4 separate regions of the Mus musculus genome follow, and regions 1, 2 and 4 are each linked to region 3. The links are chromatin contacts, called in public Hi-C, Micro-C and promoter capture Hi-C maps. All regions are on one chromosome and are shown on one strand. The core of a region is the stretch at or near the end of the contact, and the rest is flanking DNA. Distances in the headings are between cores, read along the strand shown. Region 1 has its middle 28 kb from the start of Aktip. Region 2 holds the start of Gnao1 (guanine nucleotide binding protein, alpha O). Region 3 holds the start of Irx5 (Iroquois homeobox 5). Region 4 overlaps Rpgrip1l (Rpgrip1-like).

Region 1 (5,520 bases), core at 160-2,659, 1.2 Mb before region 3:
TATGGACTTCCACTTGACTTCTGGTGATAGCACGGACCACGGACATCCACACGGTCTCTGGTGGCAGTACAGAACTTGGACATCAGCTGGGCCCTCTGCCACGGACAACACCATAGCCCTCCACAGCATCAACAGCCCAGTTACATCAACATGGCTTCAGGGGGCAGCACAGACCAGACACAGTGACCTTCAGTGGTAACACAGGCCACCAACATTAATACCTCCCCCAGCCGCAGCAGGACCATGGACCCAAGCACGGACTGGGCTGCAGTGGTCAAATGTACACAGCTAACAGTTTTTACCAGCTGAGGAGTCTAACTGACTAGGGACCGTGTTTCTTTGTTTTCGTGGCTGTTGCTAATCTTTTTTGTTAGTCTGCTTCATTCGGGGAATTGAGCCTCTGCTGCTGGTGCAGACCTGAGTTCAGGGTTCAGTCTCTACCACCCACATGGTACTCTTGATGCCTTGAAACTCCAGTTTCAGGGGATCTCATGCCCTGGTCTAGATTCTGTGAGCACCGTGAATGACCACGGTGCACAGCTATGGCTGTAGGTGAAACACTCACCCAAATACAATATAAATCAAGCAAGCAAGCAAGCAAGCAATCGGCATATCAACGAATCAATGAGTCAACCTCTTAGCTCAGCATGAAGTAAAGAGACATTGAGTGTAGTTTAAGCATATACCCTAGGCTGGTATGCAGCTATGATAATGAAAACAGTATCACTCATTCCTTTCCCAGTGAATCCGCCCTTTCAGTGTGAGGGAGCAATGGCCATAGCATCTGCTTTCCTTAGAAGCTTGTAGTCTGAGTTGGGGAGCATCAATAAGAGCAAGAGTGGACAGAGCAGCTGCTCCTCCAGGGATGGGCCCAGCCGAGGCTCCCCTAGCGCAGGAGAGGTGGCTACAGAGGCCACACTTTTAATTTGGTGCAGTGATCTTGCTCAGGTGGGAAACACGTGTCAGGAAAGAGAGATATCCGTTAATCCCCAAAACTATCTGCCCCATAATCCTCTTGGTTTGACTGTGTGAACCCCCAAAGGCATCTGTGACCTCTCTCTGTGCCATTCAGGAGCAGCACCTGATTCGACTGTTAATTTGTGCTATGCAAACAAACCCACGGGCAAAGTGGCACTGCTGGCATTTAAAACGCAACATACAAAAAAACCGGAGAGAACGGTGCACTGAGGAATAAAAGGGCCTGTCAATCAGCCACGGCCTTCTGTGCACTCAGCCTGTCGGAGCTCTGCCACCTAGACCTGACGCAGGAGCGCTTCTCAATTAACAGGAACATAATGGGAGGATGTGGTGGCTTGGTTTAAACTTTGTGGAGCCTTGGGGAGGCCCCAGACTGCAGGGTGCTTCTCTGCTGGCATAGGTCACAGCTCTTCACTCTGCTTCCCCGGGACACCTGCCTGCAAGCAGCTAAGACAAGCTGGAGAGGCGGAAAGTCAACCCACAACAGCCTGTGTAACAGGAAGCCCCTCTGTGACAGACAGGGGACAGTGTAAAGTCTCCAGCGATGCACATCCCTGTGCTAGACCCTCCTCTCCTGCCAGTCACTCACCCAGTAACCCACCCAACAATGGAAGAGGCCACAGATACACATTCATTCACAAGGGCAGCCTGTCGGAAGTGAGATCAGAAGAGACACATTCTGGCTCCTAGCATTCCACAGAGCACATGATCAGGAGTGGTTTCTGCAGGAACTGGGTCTGCCACTTCCTGACGGGCCAGGTCCGTAAGTTACTAACTTGGCAGCTTGAACCCAAAGAAAGGGTGGGAGGCTGGACATAGATTTGGCTATCTCTGACCACAGAGCCACCTAGACCCCTGGGCTGACCTTGTGCTGTGGTACCATGATGCCCACTTTCTTGGTTTCTAGGAGTTTCTCCACACACCCATGACTAGAGGGGAGAGTGGAATCCTGCTTCAGGTCCTTCACACAGCTGCTTACATCTGCCCTATGTGATTTAAATGTTTCAAGACATTTTTCCCCCTCATTCAGTATCTCCTTACCCAACCCACTGTCCCAGCAACGGTTGTTGAGGCTGCCAGTGGGCATACATGCTGGAGAGTCCAGAGAAAGGTCTTTGTTTCTCCAAGTTAAGCTCTTTCTGCTCTTGAGAAACAGGAAAAAATAACCCTAGGCTGAGGAAGGGGAGACTCTGTTAAGAAATAGTCACACTTGCTGTCCTGCCATGACCACCACTGTGACCTATGAGTGGGTCACCTCATTTGTAGGAGGAGCCCCAGTTTCTCACTGTGGGGAGCTGTTGTAGGTTGTCCTGTTGCTGTTTGTATTCCTGATGTTAATTCTACTTCCTTAAGAGGGGTTGCTCCTCTCTCCCTCAAGAGCGGTCCATCTGTCCATAACATACTCAGGTGATCTCATGGGAACCTTCTCCCCGTTTTAAATGGTAAATAAAGGCTGGAGCCTGTGATTGGGCAATGGAAGGGAAAGGTGGGACTGGAGGTTTAAGAACGGGGGCAGGGAGAGAGAGAAGAGGAGGGGAGGGGAAGGAGAGAGGACTAAAGAGGAAGAGGAAGAGGAGGAAGAGAAAGAGGAGGGGGCCATGATGGAGCAGAACCACATGGCCAGGAGAAACCGCAAGGAGAAAAAGGTCTTATAGCTAGGGTATAAGTTAGTATAGTGTTAGATCTGCCCAGTCTAGGCTTATAGATTATGATTATAATAACTGGATTGTGTTTTTTTTTTTATCATATGGGCTTATTGAGGTTGAAAACTCCAGCAACAGGGAGTGAACATCGGTACAGATTACTCCATCCCTTGTAGTCCACCATCTTTGGTTCTAGAGACGTTGAATTAGAACCAGATGTGGTGTTACAGACCTATAATGTCAGCACTTGAGAGGCTGAGGCAGGAGGATTGTGGGTTTGAAGCCACCGTGAGCTACACTGGAAGGTTCCTGTCAGGAACCAATAAACAACACCTCAAGCTAGAAAGGACTTCAAAGACAAACTTCTCTGATTTTGTAGGAGAAGGTAGGTGTAGACCACTCACTGGGAATTAGTTACCCTTGTTTGGAGCGGTCTTCTGAGTAGGGATTTGTGTGTAGGGGTGTGCCCAAGGAGAGGGGGCTCAAGGGAGTGGAGAGGTACCCTAAAGATAGCTCCAGGTGTTTTCTTAACTTCACGGGTAGATAAATGGGTTAGCTAGGTAGACAAACCTGTATTAAAGACATTCTGAAAAATCAACTTGAGAAGATTTGAGGAAATCAACTATGCTCAGTTGTGTCCACTGAGTCTGCAGAAATCGAAGCTGGCTAGTTAGCAAACAACTTCTGACCTATAGCTCCCTCCATCTCCTCACTGGTGACAGTCACTTTAGTAACTGAGCCGTGGAGTGGGGCCAGGCCAGAACGAAAGGCATCAGAAACGAGGCTTATCCAAATGAAAACTAATTTGTTTGTTGCTCAACAAAGACCAAAATCACCTCAGCACTTCAAGGCTGGTAAGACATCAGAAAATGGTTTATGCCTCTCATTTCCTCCTTAGGTTAGATATGGAAATAGCAAAGAGCCAGACACCTCCATTCCCATGGATGGTATTTGAGGTACAGAGGCAATGAGCGGGTCACTCAAGGAGCAAATCAGAGTGGGTGCGGTACCCACGTGGTGACAGAGTCCACATGCAATAAGCAAACAGTGAGTGGGAAATACCAGCCATGTAGAGAGTCAGGGAGCGTTCTGTTGTGCTCTGGGTGTTCCCCACACAACAGGGCAAGAAGCTAAAGGGACTAAATTAACCTTAAAAGGCAGACCAAGTTCACGGTCGAAAGAAAAATAAGACTTAAGGCCATGTTACCCCTTAGCACAAAAAGCAGGCCGGCTGTAGGGAGGACACTGGGGGAAAGGACAGGATTGGCCCTCTGGTAAAGTGGTGCAGGCACCTTGGAGTTTATGAACTCAAGAAGGTCTGTCATGGTGAGACTATAGCTCAGAATGCATGAAGTCCTAGGTTTAGTACACAGCTCAGCACAACAGGCAGGGAGGGCGGGACCATAATATAAACAAGTCCACACACCCACCAGAATGATCTTTTCTAGAGCTGTGGCCTGTCTGTGCTGCCCAGACTGAATTCTAACTCTGAGGCTCAAGTGAGCTCCCTGCCTCAGTTTCTCGAGTTGCTGGGACTCATGAGATACCACCATGACTGCTAAGTGTAGAGAGACTAACTTTGTCCTTTGCGACAAAGCCCAACAAGGTATGGGTACAAGCCAGGCTCTGTCAACACAGCTGTGTCACTGCTATGACAAAATGCTTGACATAAGCAGCTTAAAAAGAGGAAAGGTTTCTTTTGGCTCACAGTTTCAGAGTCCTCATTTATGGTCACTCAGCTCCATTGCTTGTGGACTCATGTGGTGAGGCAGAGCATCATTGCCACACCGGTGAAGGAGGAAAGCTATTCAACTGGCGGTCAGGAAACAGAAAGAGAGGGTCATGCTATGCAGATCCATATGGCTGTCTGAAAATTGCTATATAGACAAGGCTATCCTTGAACACACAGAGAGCTGCCTGTTTCTGCCTTCGAGTGCCGAGATTAAAGGTGTACACCACCATCCCCAGTTGTTGTTTTTGTTTGCTTGCTTCTTTAAAACACAGGGACTCCCTATATAGACCAGGCTGTCCTGGAACTTACTAAGTAGACCAGGCTGGCCTTGAACTCATGATCCTCTTGCTTCAGTCTTGAATGTTGGCATTATGGATGTGTGCCATCGTACCTGCTTGTTCATACTGTTTCCAAAAAAGTCTACTGTGCAACAACTTCAGAGTTCAGTCACCACAGCTCTCAATTGCATCAAGAAGCTACTTGAGTGACTCTTCTCTCAGTGTGTCACTCCTGTGGCTTGCAGGCCACATGCATGTTGGGTTGGCTATCAATAAAGCCACTGAATATGTAGACGATAATTTTATATTGCAATGTCAAAAGGCATCTAAGCGTGGGTAAGAGCGTGTCATTGTTTCCACATAATGACTATGTTAATGTTTTTTTTTTATCTGTGATCAAATGTAGCAGCAAACAGGGAGGAATTACTCCTGTCAGAGCAGAGTTGTGGAGTGTCCATGGCAGAAAGCTTGGGGGAGAAACTGACCCCATGATGGACAGGAAACAAGAGGGGAGAAAGCCTGGCTCCTCCTTTCCTGTTTCAATCCATTTGGGCCCCCAGCCTGGGGGGTGGTGCCTCTCACATTCAGGGTGGGTCTTCTCTCCTTGATTAACCCTCTGTAGAAACACTCTCAGAGACACACTCCCCACTCAGAGGGTGAGCCTGGCAGCCTGAGTTACAGAATCCTGGTAATCGTAAGTGAGGGTGTAGTGAAACCACAGACCTGGACCACCGTGTGGGTAGAAAGAAAGGTTTATTGAGGATCAAACTCCAAGGCTATCTCTTGGGAGGGGCAGAGAGAAGCAAAATGGTGGAAACCTAAGCAGGTTTTACGCTACTCTCAGCAGAGTGGGCCTTAGAGCTGGTAAAGGCTGTTCAGGCTGACGGGG
Region 2 (5,353 bases), core at 2,516-5,015, 1.5 Mb after region 3:
TCTGATAAAAAAAATTTCATCAGAAAAAATATAATTCTGAGAATCATATAAAACAAAACCAAAGGGAAACTGGCCTTGGTCTAGGAATCCTAGCTCCTAATGTTAGAACTCTAATTTCTTCGTTTCCACAGGAATTAATTGTGTAGCAATTTAATATAGTCAAAGGATTTTTTTATTACTTATACCTTTGGAGGAATCAAAATATGACTGGGTTTGAGATTTTGGCTTTCTGATCTGAGAATTCTTTATGTATGTATATAATGTGCTGTTTTCAACAGTTCGCAAAACAGCAAAGACTCGCTGACTCATTAATAAGTTTATTGACCATTAATAATTTATTCATGCCCCTGTGTGAGGGCTCAGCTTGCTCATCTGTAAAATGGATACCAGACTGCATCTTATTAAACCAAAATGCCCAAGGCCTTGCAAGAACTTTCTGAAATAAAGGGGTTTATTGAAGCTATTGAAGAGGCTAGGGAGAAATTCTACAACCGCCAAAGTGGGTGAATAGCTAGTTCCCCATATCTAAAAGGGCAGAGTACTTTACACGGAAAACATTGCTGCATACATACTATGTACACTGAGTTTACACTGGCTACTGATAACAAGGGTGGGTTTACCTGAAGCAATGAAGCCTTTGTGATGGGAGATCAAAGAGAAAAAGGCAGGACTTCTGGGTTGGTTAATGATGCAAGGGGCATAGACTGGTGCCTAGGCAGTCAGAGCAGCATTGAATGAAGCTTTTTAATGTACATTCAAGAACAGAAAAATGGTCTTTTGGGAGCCTGTAGCTTGCTACCCAAATAACATCCTATATCATTTCTCTTCTCTCATGTCCCCTGGCCCTTTGTAATCAAATGTAGGACATCTCAGAAGTTTTCTCTTATCAATCTGTCTTCCTGGTCTAGGCTCTTTCCACTCATCCATGATGCTTCCCACACTAGTACCTAACTGAGGTTTATGTGGGAGGATCACATGGGGGAATTTTTGTAAAAGTGCTCCGTAAGCTGTAAAGCACTATACAGATGAAGTGAATTATTATTAGTCTTTTATGGAACTCAGCCATAATGATGCAAAGTGACCCAGAAAAAGGAGAAGAAGAGGGAAAAGGAGGAGAAGAAGGAGAAGGAGAAGGAGAAGGAGAAGGAGAAAAGGAGAAGGAGAAGGAGGAAGAAGAAGAAGAAGAAGAAGAAGAAGAAGAAGAAGAAGAAGAAGAAGAAGAAGAAGAAGAAGAAGAAGAAGAAAAGAAGAAGAAGGAAGAAGAAGACGGAAGAAGAAGAAGGAAGAAGAGGAAAACAGAGTAGGCAAATCTGAAATACCTCCACAGTGCTGGAACATAATCTTACATACATAGTCAGTAGGTCAAGTACTGGGGGAACGAAGAAAAACTCAAAACACAGAGGCTTATACGTCTGCCATATCAGGACTGATAGCAAGGAGGAAGGCCAGGCACTTAAAAGTCAAGGATGGCTGCATCTTCCCATACACAACCAGAATGCCACCAGGAACATAAGGCCTTCACTTGAAAATCACTTGATATGAAAGAACACTAAATATATTTACTAGGGTATTGCCACCGCCACCACCACCACCGCCACCACCACCACCACCACCGCCACCGCCACCGCCCTGTCCCAGGGCAGAGTGAAACGGTGATCCTTACCTTCGGTCCATCAAATGCAGTCTTGTACAAATGGCAGTGAAATTTTTTTCTGAATCTGGTTCACAGTAGATCTAGGCAACTGTCCCCAGCAACCTCTGCAGGAAGCAAGGTCTATAGAATATTGGGCACCTGAGATCTCTGTTTTCGATCTGGAAGGACAAGTTTAATGATACTTGATTTTTAAGCCAAACCAGATTCATCTTCTAATAGTTTCCCCACCCAACACAAAGAGGAAAGAAAATAGAGGAGGGATTATTTATGTGCTGTATAAAATAAATCTATAGAATTTTTTGTCGGTTTCCTAGAATAGGTAGGTATGACTCAAATTTAAATATTCCAATTATATTACATATACTTTTGACACAGACATTTGTCGAATGAGACAAACATACATTGGGAAACACCAAACTTATGAAAAAAAAACATGCAGGAGAAAAAATATTTTCTTCTGAGTGGGTCTTAATTGCCCCTTTTCCCCCTTGCAAATATATTTTTATGCTGAGTGACATTTCCAAAATAGGATTTTCTCTCCATTGCTGAAATGAAGCAAACAAGTTTACTTTCAGAGTCACAGAAATGCCCAACTGTTACGAAAAAAGAAAGTGTTTTCCACTGGCCCCTTGCCTGTCTTTATCCTGGGCAGTCTTGCCTGTTGGCTCCTCCATCTAGGAAGGCCCCTGGGGCTGACTGGTGGAACTGATTGTAAAACTATTTTGTGCAGTAAGAATTAATGTCTTCAGGCTCTGAGACCACCCAGAACATGACCGATCTTTGGCAACTGTCTACTGTTTTCCCCAGTGCTGGGTTCGCTGTTTGCTGAATAACTGACCCTGGTTTCTGACTATCTGAGAAGATATGAAGGGTGTATTTCTTCTAGTAGTTTGTTATTTTAAGATGAAAGGAAGAAAAAAAATCTCTTATCACAAACCTATGAAGAATTCATTTTTACCGGATTATGTTCTGGGGATACAAGAATTCAAGAACCAAGGGAGGCCATCGATTCATCATATAGAGAAAAATTTAAGGGAACAAGTATTTGCTAGAGGCTTTCATGAAAGACTGTCCCTGGGCCTTTGGCATCAAGCCATCCTAGGATGGTAACCATCTCTAGCGACAGAGGTTGTGGGCATCTCGCGGTAAGGCTCACATTGGCTAAGGGAGGCAAAAACTCCTGCGGAGCAGGCCTTGCCTCTTCTCTGCCTGCTACTTTCCTCTCTACTAGCCCAGTCTCTAGACACTAGATGCTCAATAAATGCGGACCCAAATCCGTCACTGAGCCCCAGCGCGTTATTATGGAGTGAGCGGGTTTATCCTGACCCACTACCTCCTCACATCTGCGGAGGCACCATAGCTCGACTAGGGGCTACACCTCCAGCCGCGAAGGAGAACAATCGGTAAGGCGATCTGCCGGAGACACGACCCAGAGCCCGAGGGACCAGGAAGCTGGAGGCTCAGGCCCAGGGCTGGGGACCACCTGACCGCCGCGCTGGGGTTGACAGGAGGCGGGCCGGGCGCGCGAGACCCGCCGGGGTGGGGCGGGGTGGGGCGCAGGCGCGCGCCCGGCCCCAGGCCCCGCCCTCCCCAGCCCGGCACGCTCCGGGAGCCGCGGGGGGAGGGGGACCCGAGAGTGGGCGGCGCCGCGCGCGCGCGCCCGCTTGTCTGACGCGTCCCGCGGGCATGCGCGCCGCCCCCGCCCGCGCCGTCCCCGGGGCCCCCGGCGCGCGGCCCTGCTGACGTCAGCGGGCGGCTGGCGGAGCGCTGCGCAGGACCAGGCGCACTCGAGAGCTGCGCTCGCCTCGCCCCCCCCCTCCCCGCCCGCCCCGGCGCGCGCGCGCGTGCCCTGCCCTCCCTGCCCGCCTCTTCTCGCGCTCCCCGCTGGCCGCGGCTCCCTCGCGCTCTCCCCGTCTCCTGTCCGCTCCGCCGAGCGATGCGAGTTCTGGGCCCCGGCGACGCCGCCTCCCGCTAGAGAGAGCTGCACCCCCCACCCCCGGCCCGGCCCTCTGCCCAGCCCTGCCCCGCGCGCGGGGGTCGGAGAAGGCGCCGCGGACGCATCGACGGCCGAGGAGCGGCGATGCACATGCACTAGCGGCACCCCCTAACTCACTCCCTCCACACCCCGCGCCACCGCCGCCTCCACCTTCTCCGCCTCCGCCTCCTCCTCCTCCGCCTCCGGCAGCCGCGGCAGAAGGACCCACCCTGCCCCCCACCCCACCCTCCGCCGGCTCCGGCTGCGGATCCAGCCTCGACTCCTATTTTATTTATTTTGGGTCGTGCACTAGCCTCGGTGCCTGCAACCCGCGCCTCCCGGGCCCGCGGGCGCCTCCTCTCTCGGCTCCGGAGCCCCAGACCCCGGCTACCCTCACCTCGACACCCCCAGACCCCAGCCAGCCGCCGCTAATCTTCGCCGCTGGAATCTTAATAGAGGCTGTCCTTTTGGGGGGATTCTGGTCTTTCGACAATTTTGTTCCCAGCCAAGGAGAGGATATCGTGATTTTCTCCCCTTTGAGCCCAGGCTCTGCTCTGTGGGGGGGTGGGGGGCGCGCCGACCCGGGGAGTCGTGCCAGCCTAGTCGTGCGGGCTGTGGCAGGGAAGGGGCCACCATGGGATGTACGCTGAGCGCAGAGGAGAGAGCCGCCCTCGAGCGGAGCAAGGCGATTGAGAAAAACCTCAAAGAAGATGGCATCAGCGCCGCCAAAGACGTGAAATTACTCCTGCTGGGTAAGGACCTGGGTAGCCACCCCCGCCCCTCGACCCCCGCCACAGTTCCCAACCCGACTTGCGCCCTGGGAAATCTGGTCCCTGAGTTGGCAACACCTTGTGCCCAGGAGCGCCCACCCTGTGCATGCCTTGAAGCCCCCTTCCCATTTCCATGAGCTGACACTCACCAGTTTCCCCCCCTCTGTGTGTCCCAACAGGGGCTGGAGAATCAGGAAAAAGCACCATTGTGAAGCAGATGAAGTAAGTCCCTGTGTCATTGGGATTTGTACTTTTATTAAGAATAATTTATATCGTTTTTATTATCTTGCTCACCCATATTTGCTCTCCAGGCCTGGTTTTTAATTCGCGCACACACAGAAGAAACCCGAGGTTGCCTCCCCTCCCCCACTCCCTACGTTGGTTCTGGGTCCCCCACCCCAACTCCTGGGGTCGGTGTTTGCGGGGAGGGAATGAGAGCGCCTCTAGTTGTATGAATGACAGTGTCCGCCATATTGATCAGAACATCACACTATTGGCGTGCTTATGATCATAACTCTTGCTCGTGGAGTATTTCGTGTTTCACTGCCTCCATTTCTGTCTCTGCCTCATCTTCTTTCCCCTCCTCCTCCACCCCACCCCTCGAATCCCACTTCCCCCTGCTTCTCTTGAGGCAGTGATTTTGAACTTGACTAAAACATGGAGGGGACCCAGCCCTAGCAGATTGGGGTGGAGGATCAAGTGTTTGCTGTTCACGAGTTTGGTGCTGAATTCCTGGTGGCTGTGGCTTAGACGACCCCCCCCCCCAAAGCGAGCAAGGGTTAGGGGAGGGGGCGTGCACTGGGGAGAAAGGATGGGTTTCCAAGCGGATGTGACAGACACAGCCTTATCCAAGGCAGAGGTGGGAGGGTCTGTGGGGCTAAAAGCCAGTTTCATCTGCCCTCCAGCCCCTCTCCTCCCTGGCCCTCCAGCCTTTGCTCTTCTGACACCCGCAGG
Region 3 (6,095 bases), core at 3,183-5,682:
CGGGGGGGGCGGTAAATAAAGCAATTATCTCAAAATGAACGCTCTTGTTTCAGTTTCAGCAAGCAAGTCTAAGTAGTCTTCCTTTGATTTTAGCTCCCCGTGTAATTCTAACCAGCTAATTATCCTTGAAGTCAAGATTCAGCCGTGACTCTCCACCTGGCCTCTCCCATCAGATGCCCAGGGTCCCTCCACTTTCATTTCCTCTCTCTACCCTGAGGTTTATAGTAAAGGAGAGCACGGACACATCTTACACAAATGCTGATTGACAGCCAGCTTCCAGGAAATGTTGAGCTACAAAGAGGAGGGAAGATTTTAATGTAGCACTTATGTTAACCGGCCTGAGGTGCACGGCAAGCCGAGGGTGAGCCACCAGCATCCCCCCTTTGTTGTTCTCACCCCCATTCCTAGTGGAGGATGGTGATATTATTTTAGTGAGTAACCAGGTTATCGTCTGGGTACTAACCTAGTACCGTATCATCACTTGCTCACCAGTTAAAATATATAACACAGTATTCTGGGAGGAGTGAAAGTTTCCCTCATTTCTACAAACGAAAAGGAGGCATCCCATAAACACTGCAGCTATGCACTTGATAATATGAAAAGAGAATGATTTTACATCACCAAGGCTCTTGGGAAGGCTCTTTCCTTCCTCAGACCTTAAAAGGGATACATTTCTCTACTGTTTACATTTTCAGTATTTCCCTGTTTCATGCACACTAAACGCGTCTTCCTCAACAGATTGATTCCAACCATTAATGATTGTCTGCCTAACAATACAGCCCTCTATTTTACGCTTTGCTTTAGAAATTGAGAGCCATAATTCCACAAAGACAGAGCACAAAGAAAGCCAACACAAAGTATTGCCAAAAAGCCACAAGTAGTATCAGAGCATGCCAGAACACTTAACATTAAACTATCATTCCTCTCTAAAACTTCTGTTGCCAAAGAATCTGTCTCACAAAATCTGGAAGCTCAAAGACAGCTTTCAAGAGCAATTAAAGTCTCCAAAAGCAAAACTGTACAAAATTATGTCCTCTCCTTGTGTCTCCATTTATAGACAACATTTTCTCTGGATCTTAATTAAGATAACGATGCACACCTGTGTCAACATTCTCCAGCAAGACAGCCTTATCAATCATAATCCTTTAAGAACACTCGAAAACAGCCAAGCGATAGGACAGAAGCAATCTGTTGCCTTTCCTGATGCTGCTGCTGTGTCTCAGCCACAGAAATGACGAGATCTTTAAAATCCTGCGGGTCTACTTTTGTAAGTCTTTAAAGTTTTCACTGTAAACAACTATTACACTAAGCAAACAGGCGTCACCTCCTTTGCACTTGATAGAAACAATGACAGCCCTACTTGTCCAGAACTTGAAGAGCAAGCGCCATGCCAGATCTTGGCAGCACAATCGTAGGTCTTATTTTAAAGCTCGATGTTTTAAGAGCTAGGCATAACTAGATCCGTGCAGACACGACAAACCAATAAACCCTTGGCAAGTTTTTAAATGAAGCTTAACAAGCCAACATTAAAAACAGAGTAACCTAGCCCTAGTACATGTTTAGAAATATACAAATGCAGCAGTAAGGGGGAATAAACGAGTCTTGGTGATCTGGCATGAGGGTCCTACCTCTGCTGGTGTATAAAAAGCTTCAGCGACAAGAGACCCGGAACTACAGCTAACAAGTGAACAGTTTCCCAAATGGAAAAGCTGACGGAACAGAAAGGAAAAAAAAAAAAAGGTGTTTGTGTGGGGAGGAGTGTTGATTCTCCCCTAGTATCAAGATAAAAAGTTAAAACCTTGTGTTTGCCAGCAAGAATGTGTTTACCAAGCGAGAATATAAAAGCTTTCTTGTAAACATGGAGAAAAGGACGCCAGATGCTATCTGAGTTCCGTCTGCCTGCTAATGATCAGCTTTCGCCTTCCCTCTCTTATTAACGCGGTTCTGTATCAGACGCAGGCGGCTGAGGCCAGCAGAGCAGCAGAGCCATCAGTGTGCAAATAAAGCAGAAAATAGAGACATCCTTAAGAAATGAGCCTTAAATTTGATGTAGAGCGGAGGTGACAACCAGAGAAACAAAATCGCAAATTCTAAATGTTTCAATATCTTGCAGGACACTTTCTAGTCCTTCACACACACCAAAAAAAATAAAAAAAATAAAAAAAATAAAAAAAAAGAGAGAGAGAGAGAGAGAGAGAGCAGAAAAAATATAGAGTGGGGAGCAAGATGGGGAGGGGGAGACAGAAACAGTCAAGTCGCCCAAGTGGCAGGATTATGTAATGAGGATGTCTGCGTGACAGACTTGGGCTCTCGGTGGCACAAACCTCCTTGGCTCGCTTTCAGAAGTCTTCGTCCTGGACCAGAGCCGAGACACTGATGCCGGGGACACGCGTGGGCCAGGGAGACACGCCCACGCGCGCCTGCCCGCACTCAGACCGCGGGGCCCTGCTGCGTCCACCGCCATCGGCTTGGTGCGCGGCTCTGCGCGGGCCGCGGACGCTCCCTCGTGGCAGGCCGCGCCGACCGTTAGCCGGGCTGAGCGGGCGGAGCCGGGGGGCGGTGCGGACGCGGGAGGCGGGGACCCGCGCGTCGGGGCGGGGACGCTCCCTGAAGAGCTCCGGCCTACCCCGAACCCGGAATGGTCAGCCCGAGAGGCAGCCTCAGGCCGCCGCACGCTCTCCAGGGCTCCGGTTTCGCGTGCCGATCAGTCTAGCTCGCAGCCGCCCGCTTCAGCAGCCGACCGCTTCTGGTCTCCATGACAATACGCAGCCAAAGACCCTCCCAGCCACGCCCCCTGGCGCTGGAACTCCGAGGGAAGCGGATTACGTCATCCAGAGGAGGGGCTAATGGAGACCAACGCCCAATCAGAGGCGAAGCTGTGTAGGGGAAGGGCGGGGTAGGCCTAGAGGTTCTTGGAGAATGTAGTCCGCGGGGTCCAACCTCTCGGGGGCGGAACCTGTATCCTGAGTGCTAAGTGAGGGGGCAGTCTGCGCGCGTGCGTGAATGCGCGCCGCGGTGCGGGTCCCTGTGCGATCCGCGTGGGGTTAGTGTTTGCCACGGCCCCAACCGAGCAAACTGCTTGCTGGCTAGTGAGAATCATTACAGGAAACTTTGTGTATTGTTACGCTCCAGCCTGCGCGTGGCTGGGTTGTGAAAGGCCACAAAATGCTTGATGTGTGGTGTGTGCACTCTGCCGCCGGCGGTCCTGGTTTACCAGCGCCCCTGTCTGTCCCAAAGCTTCAGTGCGTTTGTAATTTGCGGCGGCGGGAGGTGGAGACCAGGGACTAGGGTCTGTTTTGCCTTCTCACTGTGTGGCCGTGGGGGGTTTGGGGAGGGGGTGTTCCGAGAACTCTGCCTGGGACTCTGTGGTGTGTGTTTGCCGGGCCAGCGCCTCGCTGAACAAACAGCGGTTGGGTTGGACACTGTTCACTGCCCAGTGTTTGCAGTGGAACTGGGGCGGGGGCGAGCGAGGGTGGAAGGCGACTTAGTGGAACAAAAGGGGCGAGACCCCACACCCTCCGGCTCCACAGACCTGACGGGGCAAGCTGCTCGTGGCTAGACATGAGAAGCAGGCATCGCTACTTGGGATGGCAAGGGGCCGGGGGCGTCTGGGGGACCGACTCGGGTAGAACAGCTTCTCCGTCGGGCACTTCTTGCCCACTGCCTTCCTCGTTCCAGAGAAAAGTCACACCCCCAGCCAGAGACCCCAGAGTCTCCTCTCTAGCCTCTTCTCGTCGTCTGCCAGGGATGGGTGGAAGGAAGGGCTAGCGGGGCCCCTTCTACTTAGGCCTGGCTCTTGCCCACCTGCTGCAGTTGCTGGCGCAGAAAGGCGGTCATCTCGGCCTCGCTGTGCCCTGAGCGCCGGCATCCATCGACTCTCCCTGGGATCTGAATTCCAGGTCTCCAGCTCAACCTAGAGACCTCCGGCAGGAGGGAGAAGCCACTGTGGAGCGTGGAGGGAGAAAAACCACCTCCCAGCCCAGCTCTCGGGAGAACAAGACGTCCGCCAACTTCGCTATTCGCACTGGCGAGGAGGGCGCAGAGCGTTCTCCCGAGCGCAGCCCGCTGCATCTTTCCCTTTGTGTTCCCGAACGGCCCGAGCCAAGACTAAGGCCAGTTGTACGTCGAGATTGCCGCTCCGCCCAGAGTTAGCAAAAGGAGAGCAAAGTTGGAAGCGATCGGCGCGCTTGGGATGTGATTGTCATCCTGGGGCCGGCGCTCGAGAGTCTGAGAAAGAGAGAAGGAGAGGAAGAGTCGGGAGGGAGGAGGGGGAGGCCGGGCAGAGGAGGAGAGGGGGGTGGCGGAGGAGAGGCGGGCGCTAGGGAGGGGCGAGGGGAGCGCCAGTGAGCGGGAGAGGAGCCGGGGAGGAACAGGGAGAGGGCGAGACGCGCCTGGCGGCCGGGTTGGCTGCCGCCGGCCAGAGGCTCCTGCCAGTCCCCCCACCGACTACACCCCGGGAAGGAGGAGCTTCGCGCGCACACAAGGCGTCAGAATCCTCAATTTCCAACTTAGCATCTTGGCAGGACCTTTGCAAAGCCAAAAGCAGAGCCCCCCGGTGCAAAGAGCGAGGGAGGGGGGTGGGGGGAGAGAAAGCCTAGCCCGGGCAAGCGGGGCGCGCAGAGGAGCGGGCGCGGCGGTCGCAGCCAGAGGCGCGCGGGAAGCCAACCAGGAGGCGCCGCGGGCCGGAGCCCGGGAGCCGGGGCTCGAAGAGCTGCGGCCCGGGGCAGCCAGAAGCCAGGTGCCCTCTCGCTCGCCCTCGCAGGGCGCCGCCCGGCTCGTTGGCCGCCGCGGCGCGGCGCGCCCCATGCCCGTGTGTGGCCATGTCCTACCCGCAGGGCTACTTGTACCAGCCGTCCGCCTCGCTGGCGCTCTACTCGTGCCCCGCATACAGCACCAGCGTCATTTCGGGGCCCCGCACGGATGAGCTCGGCCGCTCTTCTTCGGGCTCCGCGTTCTCGCCCTACGCTGGCTCCACTGCCTTCACGGCTCCCTCGCCCGGCTACAACTCGCACCTCCAGTACGGCGCCGACCCCGCGGCTGCGGCCGCCGCTGCCTTCTCTTACGTGGTGAGTGTGAGCTGGGTCCGAGGCGGGCGGGCGGGCGGGCGAGCGAGCGGGCAGCCGGGGCCAGGCCTGCAGAGCCCGGTTGCGGTGGACACGGGCCTAGGCGCCACCTCACCCGCCAAGCTTCGCGGCCCTTGCAAACTTGAGCAATTGTCTAATTCAGCTTCACTCGAGCCGCGGGCTCCGGAGTGGCTCTGGCGAAAGCCGCGTCTTGCTGGGATCGCCGAGCTGAAGGGAAGGCTTTGGGGCGCGGGGAGGGGGGGGGATTGATTGGTCTTTACTATAAAGAACGGCATTTGGCTCAAAGCTCTGGGACAACCCGCAAATTTCTTCTTCTTCTTCCTCCTCTTTCTTTTGGTTTTGCCATGTTGGAAAAAGTAGTTCAAAAGAAGCCGACCGGAATTCCAAACAGTAGTAGTGTGCTAAATCTATGTAAATGTGTTTGGCCTCGCCTTTAATTAATCCCCAAAATGTTGCAAATCCGTAATCCTATCTTCGCAATCCGATTTGGAAGTATTAAATTTCTGAAACGGCCAGCGAGATGCGGTGTATCCGGGTTTTTACGGCGGGGTGTGATTTCTGGAAAAGCGCAACGGCTTCGGTTAGGGATAGCATTTTTAGACCGTCGGTGTGCAAGCTAAGGCTCAGCTTGTCTATCGCATTTCTTTGAAGATTAAAGAAAGAGCCTTTCCTTCCCTTGTTGTACCCCTTGCGCCCAACATGCGGCCGCTCTGGAGCAGAGCTCTGAGTTGTTGCTGAGGCTGCTCAGGCCTCTAAGAGAACCGTGGGCCCTTCCGCAGAGGCCAGATCTGAGACCTGGGCACCGAGGTCCCCCAGCAGATGGTGGCCTCCAAGGTGGTGTGCTAAACCCTGAACAGCCTCAGGGGTCCCGAAGGGCCAGAATCAGAATTGGGGGGCCCTGCTGCCTTCTGAGGAGGGGGAAGGTGGTCACTCTTGCGTTTAAACCAGCCAGCTCTGCCTCAGGGGAAGCTGGAGTGCGGGCCCGCGCTGGCACTCAAAACCAAGGACAGA
Region 4 (5,743 bases), core at 591-3,090, 1.1 Mb before region 3:
AAGAGCAAGCATAGCTAACGCATGCACAGGAAAGGTAGACCGCTCTTTCTTTAAACAACTATTTCAATGGAAAAATATCAAAGACTGAAGGAAGGGGAGGAAAATGAATGAAAGCAAGGTATAATGAATGACATATCGGTATGGAGATGTAATGAGGAAATCCATTACTTTGTGTATTAGTGAAAAAATTAGTAAAAATCTGAACGTGGTTAACTACTGTTGAAAATTTATTGATGCGGTTGTGAACAACGCCAATGAGAAGTTGAATGTCCTAATATTTACTTTTTCCTTCCTTCATCGGTCACTGTGTGTTTGAGGGATGCTATGCACATCTGTGCTGACTAACCAGCCAGCAGCCTGCACTGGTCTATGCCAAGGTATAGTATCACCACTCATGCAATGTATATATCTTACAGGGCAGTATATGGAAGCAGGACTACGCCATAGCAGTGGTGTACTTTTATAACAAAACTATACTGTGATAAAGTCTTTCTATACCATCCACAAGTCTTTCTGTTTTTCACCTCAACAGGAAGTAGATAAAACTGTGTCAGTAGGCCATCTGCAGCTGTGGCTATACAGTGAGAGCTGGCCTTTTTCTATCCATGCAATTGAACACGAGACATAAGACATCTATCCAAGACTAGATTCAACTAGTTATTGTCATCAATTATAGAAAGAACATCTTTCTTCCATTTCCCTCCTATGCATTGTTTTAAGTTGCCGTATGAATTTTTATCTACATAGTAGTTTAGTCTGAGAGGCACTGGGTACCTGCTAGAGTGTCTGGTAAGTAATGCACAAAGACGGTGGGGGTGGGAAGCGGGGACTGGCACTCAGCCCAGCTCTGATATGGCATCCAAGCTTTCATAAAGCCAAGCCCACATCTGCTATCACATAGCAGATATTTTCCAATGGCTTATACAAAATACTGTGAAAACAAAACAAAACAAACCAAACCAGCCGGGCGTGGTGGCACATGCCTTTAATCCCAGCACTCGGGAGGCAGAGGCAGGCCGATTTCTGAGTTCAAGGCCAGCATGGTCTACAAAGTGAGTTCCAGTACAGCCAGGGCTATCCAGAGAAACCCTGTCTCAAAAAAAAAAAAAAAAAACCAAAAAAAAAACAAAAACAAAAAAAACAAAAAAAACCAAAAAACAAAAAAAAAAACAAAAACCCAAAAACAAACAAAAAAAACCAAACCAAAACAAAAAACCAATGCTACCCTTCCTTACTTTTAAGAATTAAAAAATATGGTTCTATTAAGGTAAAAACACATATATGATAAACTATATACATGTTTAAACTACAAATTTTGGTATTTGACATTTAATTCTGTGGCACTAGCTTCCCAATTAAAATAGCATTATAGGAGCCGGCAAGATGGTTCAGTGGGCAAAGGTGCCTGTCACCAAGCCTGATGACTTGAATTTGACACCTGGAACCTACATGAAAGTAGAGAACCTACTTGCAAAAGCAGTTATTTGACTTCCAAATATGTGTGCAACATGCATACATGTACATACACATGCAAAATAAACTTGTATTCTATGCAGGAGCACCAAGCTGACCTAAGAAGAGAGAGACATCAGCCTGAAGAGCTCGCACCTACCATTTCTGCCAAGAGGCAAGCATCATGAGGTGGATTCACTACTGAATGACATGTTGTGTGTGGCAGGCATGCCTTCGCAGAGAAAGCAAAGCAGAGTCAGCTAAACAACAACGGTTTTAACAGAAAAGTCACCTTCTGGTTCCAATTCTTCAGTTATTTCTGTTTCATCTTCAGAGGAAGCCACACTTCCTGAGGCAAGCTGGCCCTCAGATAAGAAAGAGATGTCGTCTTCTTTCCCTTGTTGCATTTCCCCCACATTTTCTTCTACCTTAGCCACACCGCTTTCCTGAAACATGCAGAAGAGAAGCACATTGCTGTATTTGTTATGTCTTAGAGCGTTCTTGCTGAAGCACTTGAATCATACAATGTCCATTTGAGACTCGATTACACAGGCATATAGCCGGACATGGCGTCTTATCCTGATAACCTCAGCACTCAAGAGGCAGAAGATTCCAACAATTTGAGACCAGCATGGACTGAAATAAAAAGTGAGTTCTGAGCCATTCTGAGCTTCAGGTGAGCTTCTGTCTCTAAATCACCACCACCACTGCCACCGCCTCTTCCACCATCACCATCATCACCACCACCACCACCACAACCACCACCACCACCACCACCACCACCACCACCACCACCACCACCACCACCACCACCACCAACACCACACCTACCACCACCACCACCACTTCCATTACCATCTCTATCACCTCTATGTCTACAACCACTATTGCTACTCAACGAAACACATGGAGATACGCTACACAGCTATTAAAGACTCCCTAGAAAATAGTCACTTAGATTATATAAACAGATAAAAACACACAGGTCAATAAAAATCTAAATATATGCTAAGAATGAATGCTTTGATTTAGCGTGGTGTGGTGGTGCATGTCTGTAATACTATCACATGGAGGTAAAAGCTGGAGGATACAAATCCAAAGACATCCATAGATACACAGTGAGTTTGAAACCAGCCTGGCATACATAAAATCCTATCTCAACAAAATTAAATAAACAAACAAAAATATGTATTAATCTCAAAATGATTTTTACATTGATTTTAGTTTATAAACACATGTATTTCCTACCAATGTATAAATAAACATATATATTGAACTTATCATTAAAAAAAATCTTTCTATCATAAAAAAGTCATATTTAGGGCTGGTGAGATGGCTCAGTGGTTAAGAGCACCGACTAATCTTCAGAAGGTCTTAAGTTCAAATCCCAGCAACCACATGGTGGCTCACAACCATCTGTAACAAGATCTGACACCCTCTTCTGGAGTGTCTGAAGACAGCTACAGTGTACTTACATATAATAAAATAAATAAATCTAAAAAAAAAAGTCTTATTCAAATGTAGGGAAAATGCTATGATTTCCTTAATCATGTCTAACACATAAGACAAAGCCTTTTAAGTTCCAAAATAAACCTTTCAAAATAATTTTAATACAAAGGCATACCTTGGAAGGATACGCAACAGCTGACAGACCATTTTCTGGTTTTGGTCCCACTTCTGGAGAACTGTCTTTTATATCTTTAGGGGGAGGAGAAGTCTCCTTGAATTAATGGGAAAAATCATGTATGTTATTTTGTATTCATTACAAGAGGAGTTTTAGGAAGGTACAAGCTTGGCTGTGTAAGATCAAGAAACTCAGTGGGGAGTTGGAAAGGGATACAGGGTCATGGAACAATATCAAACACTACAACCTTGTACCACAGTAAAGACGGGCTCTGCTTACTGTCTCTGCTTATGTCAAAGGTACAGTATAGTCTATACTCTCTGGTACTTGATACAGGAAAGGGAAATTGGTATTTGGGGTATTCATTACTTACGGGACTCGGGTGTGATATGGTATCTGCAAAAGAGACCTTTTTGTCCACAAATGTTAAACGTTGTCTTGGTTTAGGTTTTGGTGCCTAAAATAAAACAATATGTCAGACTATAACAACCATTACATTTTAGATGAGACTTCAGCTAGTTTTGGGTGCAATTATTTGGTTATTAAGTTTATATTCAAGTATTTTAAATAAAATCAAAAGTCACTGCTACTCACTACAACTGATGTAACATCTGAGGACTTTGGAGGTAGTCTCTGAACAGCCTCTGGTTCTTCTCTGCAAACGAACTTTCCAAGGTCTTCAGTAGTTATTGATCCACTTGGTGGAAGGTAGGTGAATTTCCATTTCAATATAACTTGGATAGTTCCTGCAGCATGCTTTTCCTTATCCATCAACTCAAATATTCCTGCAAATTATGAAGATTATTTTCTAATGTGTGTGTGAAGCTTTGTTATTTTAGGAATCACAGTGGAGCCCTGGGAGCCCAAAGGCCAGGAAAGCAGATGCCTAACTGGATCTTCACCTCTCCCACTAGTTCTCCACGTCCAATCCCCTAGTCTTCTCCCCAGCTCTGCAGTAGAACATCTCCTGAGGTCCCCCTTCCTTTCTGACCCTATTTCCATAGAGTACAGAGACCTTTCCCTCCATCCTCCCTTTCTCTGACTCATCCTAGGACCCCAGCCTTCAACACCAGCAAGCATTCTCTGGGAATGTCTGACTCACAGGCCAGGGGAAGAAGTAGGCTAACTACAGATCTTCACCTCTCTTTCCTCTCCTCCAAATCTAATCCTCCTTTTGTACCCCCAGCTCTATTGCAGGCTCCCTGCTGCTGCCTTGCCCCCTCCCTGCTCCCACAAATAGAACACACAGATCTTCTTCTCTAAACTCCCCCCCCACCCACTCATTGTTTCATTTTAGCCCCTAACTGCAGCAGGCACTCTCTGGTCACACCTAGGAAAGCAGGTAGCTTAACTGAATCTTCACCCTCCCTTCTCTCCTCCCAACCCAATCCCCTAGTCTCACCTCCAGCTCTACAGCAAACTCCCTGTTGTGGCCTCTCCTTACTCTCTGTCCTCATTCCCAGGAGACTAAGCAGATCTTACTGGAACACCCTCCTTTCCCCTGTAGTGTAGACCCCATAAGCCCTCACTCCTAATCCATCCTCATTCCCATGTACCAGGTTCCAGTACCTAGAAACTTTTAGCTTAGAACCCTATTCCCACCCCATGGTCACACCTATTAGAATCCCAGAAAATTTTTCTACCAGTCACCACTCTCTCCTAAGAACCACAGAGGGCAACAAAAATCAAGGAACAAAACACCTATCCAACAAAGACAAGACCAGATATGAGTACCTAGAATTCCAATCTTCCCAAACCCAGATGCCTAGATGCCAACATAAAACACAATCAATAATAACCTGGGCAAAATATTTCCATTACAGCCCAGAAATGCTACCATCGTAGGCACTGAATATTGCAACAAAGCTGAAGCACAAGACAAGGACCTTAAAATAGCCTTTATGAATCTGATTGAGGCCCATAAGAAGGAGATTAATAAATCCCTTAGTGAAACCTATGAAAACACAAACAGTAGAAGGATATGGATAAAATAGTTCAAGACCTGAAAGTTGAAATAAAAATCAATAAAGAAAATCCATGCTGAGGGAAATCAGAAAATGAAAAAAATTAGAAACTTGAACAGGAACCTCAAAAGCAACAGAATATAAGAGAGGGAAGAGAGAATCTCAGGCATTGGACACATGATAGAAGAAATGGATTCTCAGGTCAAAGAAAATGTTAAATCTAAAAAGATCCTGGCACAAAACATCCAAAAGATCTGGGACACTATGAAAAGATCAAGTCTAATAACGTGACTAGAGGAACAGGAAGAAACCCAGGCCAAAGGTACAGAAAATATTTTCAACAAAATCACAGAAGAAAATTTCCCTAACCTAACGGAGGCGATTCTTATTAAAGTAAAAGAAGCACACAGAACACTGGATAGACTAGGAAAAAAAAAAAAAAGAAATTCAACTCAGCACAGAATAATTAAAACCCTAAATGTATAGAAGAAAGAAAGAATATTAAAAGCCACAGTGAAAAAGACCCAGGAATATATAAAGGCAGACCTATTAGAATTATACCCGACTTCTCAATGGAGACTCTATAAACCAAAAGGGCCCAAACAGATGTGCTAAAGAATCTAAGAGGCCACAAATGCCTTCTCTAATTACTACATCCAGTAAAACCTTCAAACATCATAGATGGGGGAAAAAAGATCATTCT

What was found. Promoter capture Hi-C pulls out the DNA fragments that hold promoters and counts their contacts. Hi-C and Micro-C count contacts between places; a contact is called where the count stands out from the background.
Region 1: a contact with region 3 is called in a Hi-C map of double positive thymocytes, with 4 times the contacts expected there. The contact joins the enhancer-like site here to the promoter of Irx5 in region 3. A contact is called at or near these places in 5 of 39 promoter capture datasets (the 3T3-L1 cell line, embryonic stem cells, liver and 1 more), 1 of 484 Hi-C or Micro-C datasets (double positive thymocytes), 7 of 115 datasets of contacts at active chromatin or transcription factors (the NIH/3T3 cell line, acute myeloid leukemia, embryonic midbrain and 4 more) and 3 of 9 other capture datasets (adipose tissue, embryonic stem cells and liver).
Region 2: a contact with region 3 is called in a Micro-C map of embryonic stem cells, with 11 times the contacts expected there. The contact joins the promoter of Gnao1 here to the promoter of Irx5 in region 3. A contact is called at or near these places in 3 of 484 Hi-C or Micro-C datasets (B cells and embryonic stem cells).
Region 4: a contact with region 3 is called in a promoter capture Hi-C map of hematopoietic stem and progenitor cells, with 4 times the contacts expected there. The contact joins the enhancer-like site here to the promoter of Irx5 in region 3. A contact is called at or near these places in 9 of 39 promoter capture datasets (the 3T3-L1 cell line, the HPC-7 cell line, HPC-7-derived erythroid cells and 6 more), 3 of 115 datasets of contacts at active chromatin or transcription factors (fetal liver, neural tube and stem cell-derived neural progenitor cells) and 1 of 9 other capture datasets (liver).

What each region holds. Positions count from the first base shown.
Region 1 is chr8:91,158,957-91,164,476 of GRCm38.p6, forward strand. No RefSeq gene overlaps it. Among named protein-coding and RNA genes, the nearest start is that of Aktip, 28 kb to the left of the region's middle. Within about 2 kb of position 1,410, at least 42 of the 459 cell types and tissues checked have an H3K27ac peak or open chromatin away from gene starts, as enhancers often do. A contact at or near this core is called in acute myeloid leukemia and double positive thymocytes, where this site is marked.
Region 2 is chr8:93,807,073-93,812,425 of GRCm38.p6, forward strand. Gnao1 (guanine nucleotide binding protein, alpha O) reads left to right here and starts at 3,766. Exons shown (of 9, transcript NM_010308.3): 1 at 3,766-4,381; 2 at 4,579-4,621. The coding sequence starts at 4,264. 4930488L21Rik (RIKEN cDNA 4930488L21 gene) reads right to left here. Exons shown (of 1, transcript NR_026888.1): 1 at 4,622-5,353.
Region 3 is chr8:92,353,364-92,359,458 of GRCm38.p6, forward strand. Irx5 (Iroquois homeobox 5) reads left to right here and starts at 4,433. Exons shown (of 3, transcript NM_018826.2): 1 at 4,433-5,066. The coding sequence starts at 4,821. Crnde (colorectal neoplasia differentially expressed (non-protein coding)) reads right to left here and starts at 2,757. Exons shown (of 4, transcript NR_110452.1): 1 at 2,325-2,757.
Region 4 is chr8:91,249,406-91,255,148 of GRCm38.p6, forward strand. It overlaps Rpgrip1l (Rpgrip1-like), which reads right to left. Exons shown (of 26, transcript NM_173431.2): 18 at 3,671-3,861; 19 at 3,450-3,533; 20 at 3,077-3,172; 21 at 1,745-1,898. It also overlaps the pseudogene Gm18603. Among named protein-coding and RNA genes, the nearest start is that of Gm36163, 21 kb to the right of the region's middle. Within about 2 kb of position 1,841, at least 17 of the 459 cell types and tissues checked have an H3K27ac peak or open chromatin away from gene starts, as enhancers often do. A contact at or near this core is called in the HPC-7 cell line and hematopoietic stem and progenitor cells, where this site is marked.